3 separate regions of the Macaca mulatta genome follow, and all the other regions are linked to region 2. Evidence: chromatin contacts called from public Hi-C data. All regions are on one chromosome and are shown on one strand. The core of a region is the stretch at or near the end of the contact, and the rest is flanking DNA. Distances in the headings are between cores, read along the strand shown.

What was found. A called contact is a pair of places that touch in the nucleus more often than the background predicts.
Region 1: a contact with region 2 is called in a Hi-C map of fetal cortex germinal zone, with 2.1 times the contacts expected there. The contact joins the promoter of TTC23L here to the promoter of RAI14 in region 2. A contact is called at or near these places in 2 of 14 Hi-C or Micro-C datasets (fetal cortex germinal zone and liver).
Region 3: a Hi-C map of fetal cortex germinal zone shows a contact between it and region 2, with 2.9 times the contacts expected there. The contact joins the promoter of RAD1 here to the promoter of RAI14 in region 2. A contact is called at or near these places in 2 of 14 Hi-C or Micro-C datasets (fetal cortex germinal zone and fibroblasts).

The regions. Positions count from the first base shown.
Region 1 is chr6:35,899,669-35,902,744 of T2T-MMU8v2.0, reverse strand. It overlaps TTC23L (tetratricopeptide repeat domain 23 like), which reads right to left and starts at 1,638. Exons shown (of 10, transcript XM_028849371.2): 1 at 1-1,638. The coding sequence starts at 169.
Region 2 is chr6:35,720,013-35,723,274 of T2T-MMU8v2.0, reverse strand. RAI14 (retinoic acid induced 14) reads right to left here and starts at 1,342. Exons shown (of 17, transcript XM_078004652.1): 1 at 1,221-1,342.
Region 3 is chr6:35,975,395-35,978,756 of T2T-MMU8v2.0, reverse strand. RAD1 (RAD1 checkpoint DNA exonuclease) reads left to right here and starts at 1,834. Exons shown (of 6, transcript NM_001261160.1): 1 at 1,834-1,937; 2 at 2,381-2,658. The coding sequence starts at 2,461. It overlaps BRIX1 (biogenesis of ribosomes BRX1), which reads right to left and starts at 1,640. Exons shown (of 10, transcript NM_001261247.1): 1 at 1,456-1,640. The coding sequence starts at 1,614.

The DNA of each region.
Region 1 (3,076 bases), core at 389-2,888, 180 kb before region 2:
CTACGGGCCTGCAGCGAGCGCCTGTAGCCATAGCGACGCGGGGCGCTTCCGGTTCGGAGAGTCCCTGTTGGCTAGAGCCTACAGCAGCTCTTACGGCACCCTCCGCTTTCCCGTCCCGGCAGGCTAGACGCTCACGGCCTCCGGCTCGCCCCAAAACTGGCCTCTGCATATTGTATCTCACGAGACCTTACCACTCGGAGGTGAAGGCATAGGAAGAGAAGATACATTCCGTCCAAAGATGGAAGGGAGCACTAGGCCCCACGACCCTACCTATTTAAAGCTGCGACGTGTGCGGGCTGGATTCGGCGACGATCCCTTGCTACGGAGCACCCCCACAGCTCCTCGGGAGTTTTGTTTTCGTGGACCCCAGAGGAAAGGCTTAGATATGGCTGTTGACTGTGCTGGCATCGTCTGTTCTACCCAGTCAGATTGGAGCTAGGCCTGGTTAGGAAAGCGGATTGCAGGAAGTGAGTAGGCTAAGAAATCAACTACTCTAAGGTCTGCTAATGGTTAGCTGTTCAGCGAGGGAGTCGGGCACATTTAGCACTTAGCCCTAAATAATGCAGCCATATCTTACCCCTTCGTTGGCCTGGAATACACAGTGTCTGGAATACACAGTGTCTGGAATACACAGTGTCTGGAATACACAGTGTCTGGAATACACAGTGTGTATAATGCACAGAAGGAGCAGAGGCAGTTGTGGCCATACCCAAACAGCGCCAGCTCTTAACAACGCTATGTTGAAGGATGTTATTATGAAACCTATCACAGACTAGGCCTATGGCAAGTCAAGTTGGAGTGAATGTGTCCCAGTTGTTTTCAGAAAAGAGCAGACTAGGTAGAGAGACAAGGAGAACATTGAGAATGTGACAGATGGTATTTACGTTTGGTGTTTGTTATTTCCAGCTCGAGGATGGAAGTTTAATTGCCATTGATCCAAGACTGCCAAGAAAGCCTTTCTAGGGTTAGCTTGGAGGAGTTATTTAAATGAGTTTGCTTGAATATCTCTTAAGTAAAGCCTGTATGGTCTGTTAACTCAAGATTTAAATCAGTACCTTCGAGCTCCATAGTCACAATTTTGGAAAGATTCCTCCACTTCCTCGTTTTTCCTAAGAAAACTCTCAGCATGGAACAATGATGACAGCAATGAACTTGATTTCAGAATGTCAAGGTTCTGGTTCTGACAAGTGTGTGGGTCCCAGTTTTCTTGCCTATACAGTGAAAGTACTTGTACCACTTAGTTTCTGAAGCTCCTTCTGGTTCCAGGTTTCTGTAAGGGGTAAACGATTTTTGTGACTCCATGAACAGTATTTAACATGTATGGCAGTAAAAAGGAAGACTCTGTTTCCTGTTCTCCAACATTTATTTCTCTCACCCCTTGTTAAGTTGGTCATCAAATTGAAAGGTTTTAGTGTTCTTTCATTGTAGGAAGTGGCTATGGGATTGTTTCTAAGTATATTAACGGTAATGTCTTCTAAATCTTTGCTTTTGCTGATAATTGTGAAGGGAAGTGGAACCAGAACAGACGCTGAATTCCCATTCCTGAAGCTAACGCTCTGATTCGGCCTCCATTTCATTAGCTCTGACCAGAAGCACGTTGCCTGCATCTGTAAAAATTATAAATCAAAATGAAAGAACTTTGACGACTTTTTTTTTTTTTTTTTTTTTGAGACGAAGTCTCACTCTGTGGCCCAGGTTGGAGTGCAGTGGTGTGATCTTGGCTCACTGCAACCTCCACCTCCCTCCCGCATTCAAGCAATTCTCTTGCCTCAGCCTCCCAAGTAGCTGGAATCACAGGCCAGTACCTGTGCCACTACCATCTGGCTAGTTTTTGTATTTTTAGTAGAGACAGGGTTTCACTATGTTGGCCAGGCTGGTCTGGAACTCCTGACCTCAGGTGATCTGCCTGCCTTGGCCTCCCGAAGTGCTGAGATTACAGGTGTGAGCCACCGTCCAGCCAGAACTTTGAAGACTCTTGAAGTTCTGTGGTATTTTCTTTCCTTGCCACGTTAACCCTGTCCCCCAAATGTAAGCTTTAGTTGTAGTATATACACTTTTTAGGTTTGTTCACTAACTCTGGGGTGGAATCCCACTAATCGAAGTGGATAGTGCTTTTCCACTGTGTGTATTCACATTCTCTCCCCTGATCTGGAGGTAGAGGTGAGAAATTTGCTACTGCAGAAATTGCATAGAGGAAGCAGTCTGGAGAGTTTTCTAGGCTCTTACAACCCCAAATCAAATATGATTATCTCCAAACTATTCTATCTCCAGGAACTGTGAAATTTAAGGCAAGGAAATCCAAATAAACTTTCTCTTGGAACACATTGTTAAGGCCTCTCAAGAGAGGGTTAGATGCCTTGCTTCTGAACTCCCGCAGTATCCTGTCCACAAGCTCATCCTGATTCTCACATTGTACTGGCATTTCTGTTTATTTGCAAGTTTCTCCAGTCTCCATACATCTATCCTTCCAACCAGACAAAAATATCTGTGGAATACCTACTATGTGCCTGATAATGTTACAAGCAGTAGGAAAGCAAAAGTGAACAAATAAGAATGATTTTGCTTTCCAGGAATTTCTGTTCTACTAGATGAAGAAAAACACAGCTGCTAGTAAACAATAGTGTCTCTGCAAGTTACAAAAAGGCATAAGGCTTAGGAAGTATGCCGCAACATTGTATGAATTTGGGAAAAGCCTCTTCTTCCAGCCAGACTCAGACCGCTGCTAAGGAGTACAGCTTTGGGAACAGAGAGTGGGCTGGAATTCAGGACTCACTCACTTCCTTAGCTAGATGAGTCGCCTTAAGAAAAAGTGGGCCAGGTGTGGTGGCTCATGCCTGTAATCCCAGCACTTTGGGAGGCTGAGACAGGTGGATCACGAGGTCAGGAGTTCAAGACCAGCCTGGCCAACATGGCGAAACCCGGTCTCTACTAAAAGTAAAAAATTAGCTGGGCGTGGTGGCAGGTACCTGTAATCCCAGCTACTCGGGAGGCTGAGGCAGGAGAATCGCTTGAACCTGGGAGGCAGAGGTTGCAGTGAACCGAGATTGTTCCATTGCACTCCAGCCTGGGTGACAAG
Region 2 (3,262 bases), core at 93-2,592:
CCCCAGAGATCCGGCAACGTTTCCCCATCCCAGGCAGCTGGGCATTCTCCTCTCCCGGAAGGAAGACGGAATCCCACCCAGATCACCCGTGAGCTGCGGCGAATAGAAGCCACTGGTCCCGAGGCGAGGGGCCTCGAGTCCGCAGATTCTCTTCAACATCTCTGGGAGTAAAGTTGGACTTAGCTGGGCTCCTGGCAAATAAAAGGAAGCCTGGAAAGGCAGCCATGCTCAGGCCTCCGTGAGGCCACTTCGGACCCCTCCAAGCTGTGCTGGGCTACATCTGCCTTAATTCCCCGTCTGTTGCTTCTCCAGGCTCTGAGCCCCCTCCACAAAAGGGGGATGCGAAACTCAAAGGAGTTAGCAGGTGAACCCTGCAAACAGCAGGAGCTAAACCGAGGACACCAACCAGCCCAAGAAGGCAGCGAAGGTGGTTGAGGACAACACCCCCTCCCCCCGCCCCAGGCAGGGGTCGCGGGACATGGCGGGCGCCTTTCTGGTGGCTCCACGTCCTCCTTCCTCCCGAAGTCCCGGAGGCCCCGAGTCTGCCCTAACTCCCTGAGCTGTGGCGGGGAAAACAAAGCAGGGGGCAGGGGGCAGGGGGCAGGGGCAGGCCCAGAGGGGTCTCGCCCCCGCCTTTGGGCGGGCCGAGGGGCTCCCTGGAGTCAGAGGAGGAACAATAGCGGACCCCTAGTCCCAGAAGCCACCCGGAGTCTCCCGCTCTCACCTCCCTCCCCACCTCCTCCAAGTTCAGCCTGGAGGCGGATTGGGCTCAGCAGCACGGACGCAGGGGGAGCGAGGCTCCGCGCGGGGTGAAGCAGGTGGGACCGGGCGCAGACTCCAGGGTGCACCTCCGGGTCTGCTCATTCATTCCCACCCGCGCTCCCTCCGCCGCAGCCCCTGCCCCGCGCCCCGCCCCAGCCGGCCTGCGAGTCGCAGAGGACCGGGGAAGAACCCTTCTCCTAACTTGGCCGGGTCCTCCCGCTCTACCCTGATCTCCACCTTCCTCCCCTTCCTCTTGTCCCCACATCTGCTCTCCGCAGACAGTTGGCGGCCGGCGGTGGACCAGGGAGAGGTGGCGGGATCCCGGCTGCAGCCTGCTCAGTCGCTCCGCCTGGGCGCAGTCCCCAGCGCCTCCCGCGCCCAAGCTCCAGACACAAAGGCGGGGACACGAGCCTGGGACCCCGCGCCGGGAGCCTCCCAACTCCGTGCCGCGCACTCACCCCATCGAGGCGGCGGCGGAGCTCCCCGGACCCTGCTGGCTGCTCCACCACGCCCGCCGCTTCCCCAGGAAAACGCGGCCGCCGGGCTCGCTTCCTGCTCGGCTTCCTGCGCCGCTGTCCCTACTCCTCCCCCGCTGCGGGGGTCAGTGGGCGCCGAGCTCCAGGGCTGGGCGGGCGGGGCGGGGGCAGCGGCAGCACCACCACGTGGCCGCCGGGCGCCGGCCCCCGCCGACCTGGATCCAGCGGGAGCGGGAAGGGAGGCGCTAACCATTCCCCTCCCATTCCACCCCGCGCGGCCCCAAATTCCGCGAGTCAGGTGACCTGGCCCCGGGCTCCGGCCCGGACCTGGGGGGGTTGCTCCCCGCCCTCCAGCCCCCGGCGCATCCCCCGGGTCCGCGCGTCCCGGCTGTTCGTGGCTTGCTTTTAGTCTCCAGGGATCGTGGGACCCTTCTCCGCGGATCTGTTTCATCCTCTTAACCTGAAGTTAGTGGAAGCCCCCCGTGCTCTGACCCCTGGGTTTAGGACGGATGAGATCCCAGATACTGTTTATTTCTGATTAACTTCCAAAGTCGTTTGTGGTAGTGGCGAGTGTTTCAAAGTCACGGATCCAAGCCCCTTCTAACCAGAATCTAAAAGGTTGTTTTCCAAAATCATTGAACAGAAAGTAAAGTAGAATGCGCTCACGTTCTCCGGACTGAACCAATTGGTTGGAGTGACTGTTTCCTAGCACTGTTTGGGTGGCAAGGCAAGACTACCACCGTTCAGTGCTGTTCTGCTCAGGAGTTAGAAAGGAGAAACCTACAGACTGAACTAACAGGCGAGATTGCGCATGGGAACGCCTTCAAAATAGTGTGTGGGAAGCCACGGGGTACAGGCTCACTGCCCCAGGTTCCCGACAGCTTCTCTCCCTATCCCAGCCCACTAAGGCCCGACCTTTGAATTACGATGGACTCCTCCATTAATTCCAAGGATTTCAAAGCTCTCTATCTACCCACTCATCTAATTTGGGCCGGCTTTTCCACGCATTCTAGTCATGCTAACCAGCTGTGACTTCAGTTCTATTCACCAAAGCTCCTCCCTTCTCCTCGTTAGCTCTGCCTCCTTTGCTCAGGGAAGAAAGCTTTCTAGAATAAATAACTGGTATTGAGTTCTTTCTGGGATCTACTGTAAGTCAATTGAACTTAAGAGGGTAAAAAGGCCGATTCCAACAAAATTGAAATTCATCCTAAATTTCAGCAGCATATTAACATTTGTATGGCAGATTTTACCTGTTCCCTCCCCCTACTGCATCCCCTTCTCCTTCCTCCGTCTCCCTACTAGGTAACAACTTATCTCCCCTTTGACAGTTGAACTTGACAAACAAGGATCAAAAGCCTTGTAACCAGCTGCAGGGTCTTCACTTCCTACCATCATGCAGCAAAGGTTCCTTAGCCAAGTGTACACTCCCCTTCCTGTCCTTTATCCCTCTCTCAAACAAAGTCACACTGTAAAAGAAATGTGAACTGGCCAACATTCTTTTGGTTTAATGCTGGCAATTTCTACAATAGTGTTTCATTGTGATTCTTGTTAATGACATATTATAGGGTATTTAAGGGGAACATTACTGCCTGTGAGCTTTCTCCTCTATTTTTGCAGGTCAGTCTCGTTCAAGTAGGGGCAGCTGGGAGGATGGGATTTGATGCGTTACAGGTAGACAATGCTGTCTTGGAAATTCGACATGTGTGTATTCTGTAGGAACAGTTGACATTTTGAAGGAGTTAAAATATTAGACAACATTAAACAATGATTGTCTAACCTGGCACATCTGCCTTTGATTCATAGAGGTCCTGTTCCTCTTTTTTCTCCGTGCCAGCCACCTCCAAAGAGTCTACCAGCCTATCAACTCTTAGATTCCCATTGGTGGCTTGTGTATGATTCTCTGTAGTTTTTTTTGTTTTTTTTTTTTTTTTTTTTTTTTTTTTTTGAGGGGGAGTCTGGCTCTGTTGCCCAGGCTGGAGTGCAGTGGCGCTATCTTGGTTCACTGCAAGCTCCGCCTCCCGCGT
Region 3 (3,362 bases), core at 585-3,084, 250 kb before region 2:
ATTACAGGCGTGAGCCACCGCGCCCGGCCATTTTTAAAGTAATACTTCAGTCACATCCTTACTTCCCAGAGTTTTCTAAACAAAGTTCAAACGACATAGCTTCGACACTGAATTGTAAAATACATTTTCATTTTTACATCATTATTGCCCCAAATGAAGCCTAATGCAATCCAATCTGGCTCTATTTTTTACATTTTTCAGCATTTCCCTACTTCAAAGTCTTTTGAATGTCAAAATTCTACACTTCTTCTGATATGCAGCTTAAAGACTAAATCCTTCATGATTCTTTATCTTATTATACTAGGGTAAACGTAATCTCCATCTCTTGCATTTCCATAGAATGTATCAAAGTATAGCTCAGATTATGGATACTATCTAGCTCCTTAAGGGAAGAGTGAGAACACTAACATTTATTGGAAGTGTACAAGCCCAGCTTATTTTTCATAAAAAGTAAATATTCTCTCCCCCCTCCCCGGCCCCAATCTGCAGGTCAGAAAAGAGCGCAGAAAAGAGCGGGGCTAGAATTTACACTTATCTTTTATTCCTCAGAGCTCACACTCCTTTCCTAGAGCTTGCCATCACACCACACGGGGTCATTGACTTAACACCTACTGCGTGCTAGACTACTCTGCTAAGTGCGGAGGACGCAGAAATTAATGTCAAAGATAATCCTTGCCTTCACAGTATTCTGTCTAGCTTAAGATGAGTTCTCAGTTGAAGGAAATCTAGCTAATTCCAACTAACGTGCACTTCTTTTGAATAAAAACCATCAACTTATTTGAATTCTTAAGTTTCCTCCTAAACTCCAACATTTCAGGAGGAAGGGGTCACATGCTAGTCACCTTTGCAATCTCAAACCCAAAGGATGCCTAACTTGGTCAAATGCATGGCACATTCAATGTCTGTTGAATACAAGTAAAGCTCATAGTACCTAGCCTATTTTTCATTATCCCTTGAGTTGAAAACTGGTTAACAAATCAGAGTCACAGTCCTAAGGGCAACAACTTTTTAAAGGCTCACCTAACAAACTGTAGGATCCCTGACTGAGAGTGGCTGACTATGGCAGTATATGGGCATACTAATCACTGGAAGAAATACTCAACAGCGAGAAATAGCCAAGGAAAAGCCCTACTTTTCAAAAATATTTAAAAAACAAAACAAAACAAAACAACTCAACAACTACGAAGACAAAACGCTAGATCTGAGCACCCTGTAAGTCGCTTTCCCGTGGGCCGGGTAAAGATTTTAAAACCCGCCGCCTCCAGGAGGGCGGACACGTGCACAAGGATTAGCTGAAAACTCGGTGCCCAGTCTGGCTGGGAGGATTGCTAAAATCGACCTACCGTTAACACTCTGGCTACTCTGAAATTAGCAGAGCTGTAGTCAAGTAAGTAACCCAAGAAAAGGCGCACAGAGCCGCCGCCGCCGGTGTAGCCCGGGGGCATCCCCTTCTACCTTGCAAACGGGGCCTGGGATCCGGTCCCTCTCTTCTTCCTCCACCTCCTCTGCGGTGGTGTGCCGCTTAGTTGGCGGCGCGGCATCTTTTTCGTTTCTTTTTGGCTTCTTCGCCTGCACTGCCAAGCCTCCACGCCGTTTCCTCTTGGTTGCCGCCATCTTGCCTTACTGCCTGCGCTCTTGGCCTGTTTTCCGGCGTTGCCTCTCGCTCCTCTTTCCGATCTCTATGGTTCGGTGGCTCTAAGCGCTCAGCTACGCGGTTGTCCTCCAGGTCTGCGGTGTCTCCTTCCGGTCTCAGTGGCGCTGCACGCGCGGCTCTCTAGGCCTCCTTCAGCTCTGTGGTGACGGTGGCGGAAGTGGAGGGCAGGTCTGAAGAGTGGCGGGACCGGCTCCACTTCCTACGCGATTTCTCAGAGCTGTCTAGCTCCTCCTCAGGGACTTTCCTGGGAAGGTCTCTCGGGCGTCCAGACCCCACCGCAAAGGTAGGGTGTCCGCACTCGGGGACCCCGAGACTAATAAGCGATGCTGTCCCGCGGGCGGGCTGGTGAATGGGCTTGTGTGGGACTCTTGGGGGATCTTCTGGACACTCTGGGCGCTCCCCTCCATCGCCTGTTCTGTTGGAAGCGAGGCTGGTGCCGCGGTCGGATTCATAGCTCCTGTTTGTTTGGCCGGGAGAAGCTGGCCCCAAGCGGAGATACCGTGTCAGTTGCGTGTCTTCATTCTTCACAACTTTTCACGTTATTGTCCTCTTACAGAGACGAGGAAATAGTAACTTAATTTTCCCGCAAAATTACAAAGACAATTAAGTGACATAGGTGGGGTTCGGCCTGGTCAGCTGAGTTCAGCCGCCCAGCCCCCGTCCACCTCTCAGCGCAGGTGGAGCTCGCCAGACCTCGCCTGCACTGATGTGAGTTTTATTGTCCAGTCCCTTCAGGTGTTTCGCGATTCGCGGAGCAGGTGTTGGCCCCAGGAGCATTTCCCTCCGGGCCGAATGCGCAGTGGACTATGCCCCTTCTGACCCAGCAGATCCAAGATGAGGATGATCAGTACAGCCTTGTGGCCAGCCTTGACAACGTTAGGAATCTCTCCACTATTTTGAAAGCTATTCATTTCCGAGAGCATGCCACGTGTTTCGCAACTAAAAATGGTATCAAAGTAACAGTGGAAAATGCAAAGTGTGTGCAAGCAAATGCTTTTATTCAGGTATGGAAGTAGGCGCCTTTAAGCCTGTGCCATAGATATTCTAAATGCAATTTAATGAAATCCGAAGGTTTTAGTAGACATAATAAATAACTTAATACTCATAATAACTTAATAGTCAATAGTCATAATAAATAATAGATAAATAACTTAATAGTCTTACGTTAGAGAACAAACGTCATTACTTGAATTTTTTTTTTCTCTCCCGGTAACAAATTCTTTTCCCATCTTGTTTTACAGAGATAATGGTTAGTAATGACTAAAGTTTATTAAACTAGACTATCGGCTAGGCTACAGTCTTCTTAGTGTTTAACTTATTTAATTTTAACAATAGTCCTATAAGACAGGTTCTATTGTTATTCCCGTTTTATATATGTGGAAACGAGGCACAATTTTAAGTGATTTGCCAACAGTCCCACAGCTGGTAAGTGGCTGAATTGGGATAAGAACCCTGAACATTTGTTTCCAGAATATCTGCTCTTTTTACCACTGCGATACTACCACCTTGCTGTTACTAAAGAGTATTTTTTCCCTTTACTGGTTGTAATAGAATTTTTGTTCTTCCAAAGTAATATTTGTATGGTTCAGATAGGATTGCAAATTCAACTAAGCATTTTTTTTAACACGTAAGTGCACAGCATGACCTCAGGGATAGAGAGGTAAATAAGACATGGTTCTCGTCCTCGTGCGGCAACATGGTATAGTGG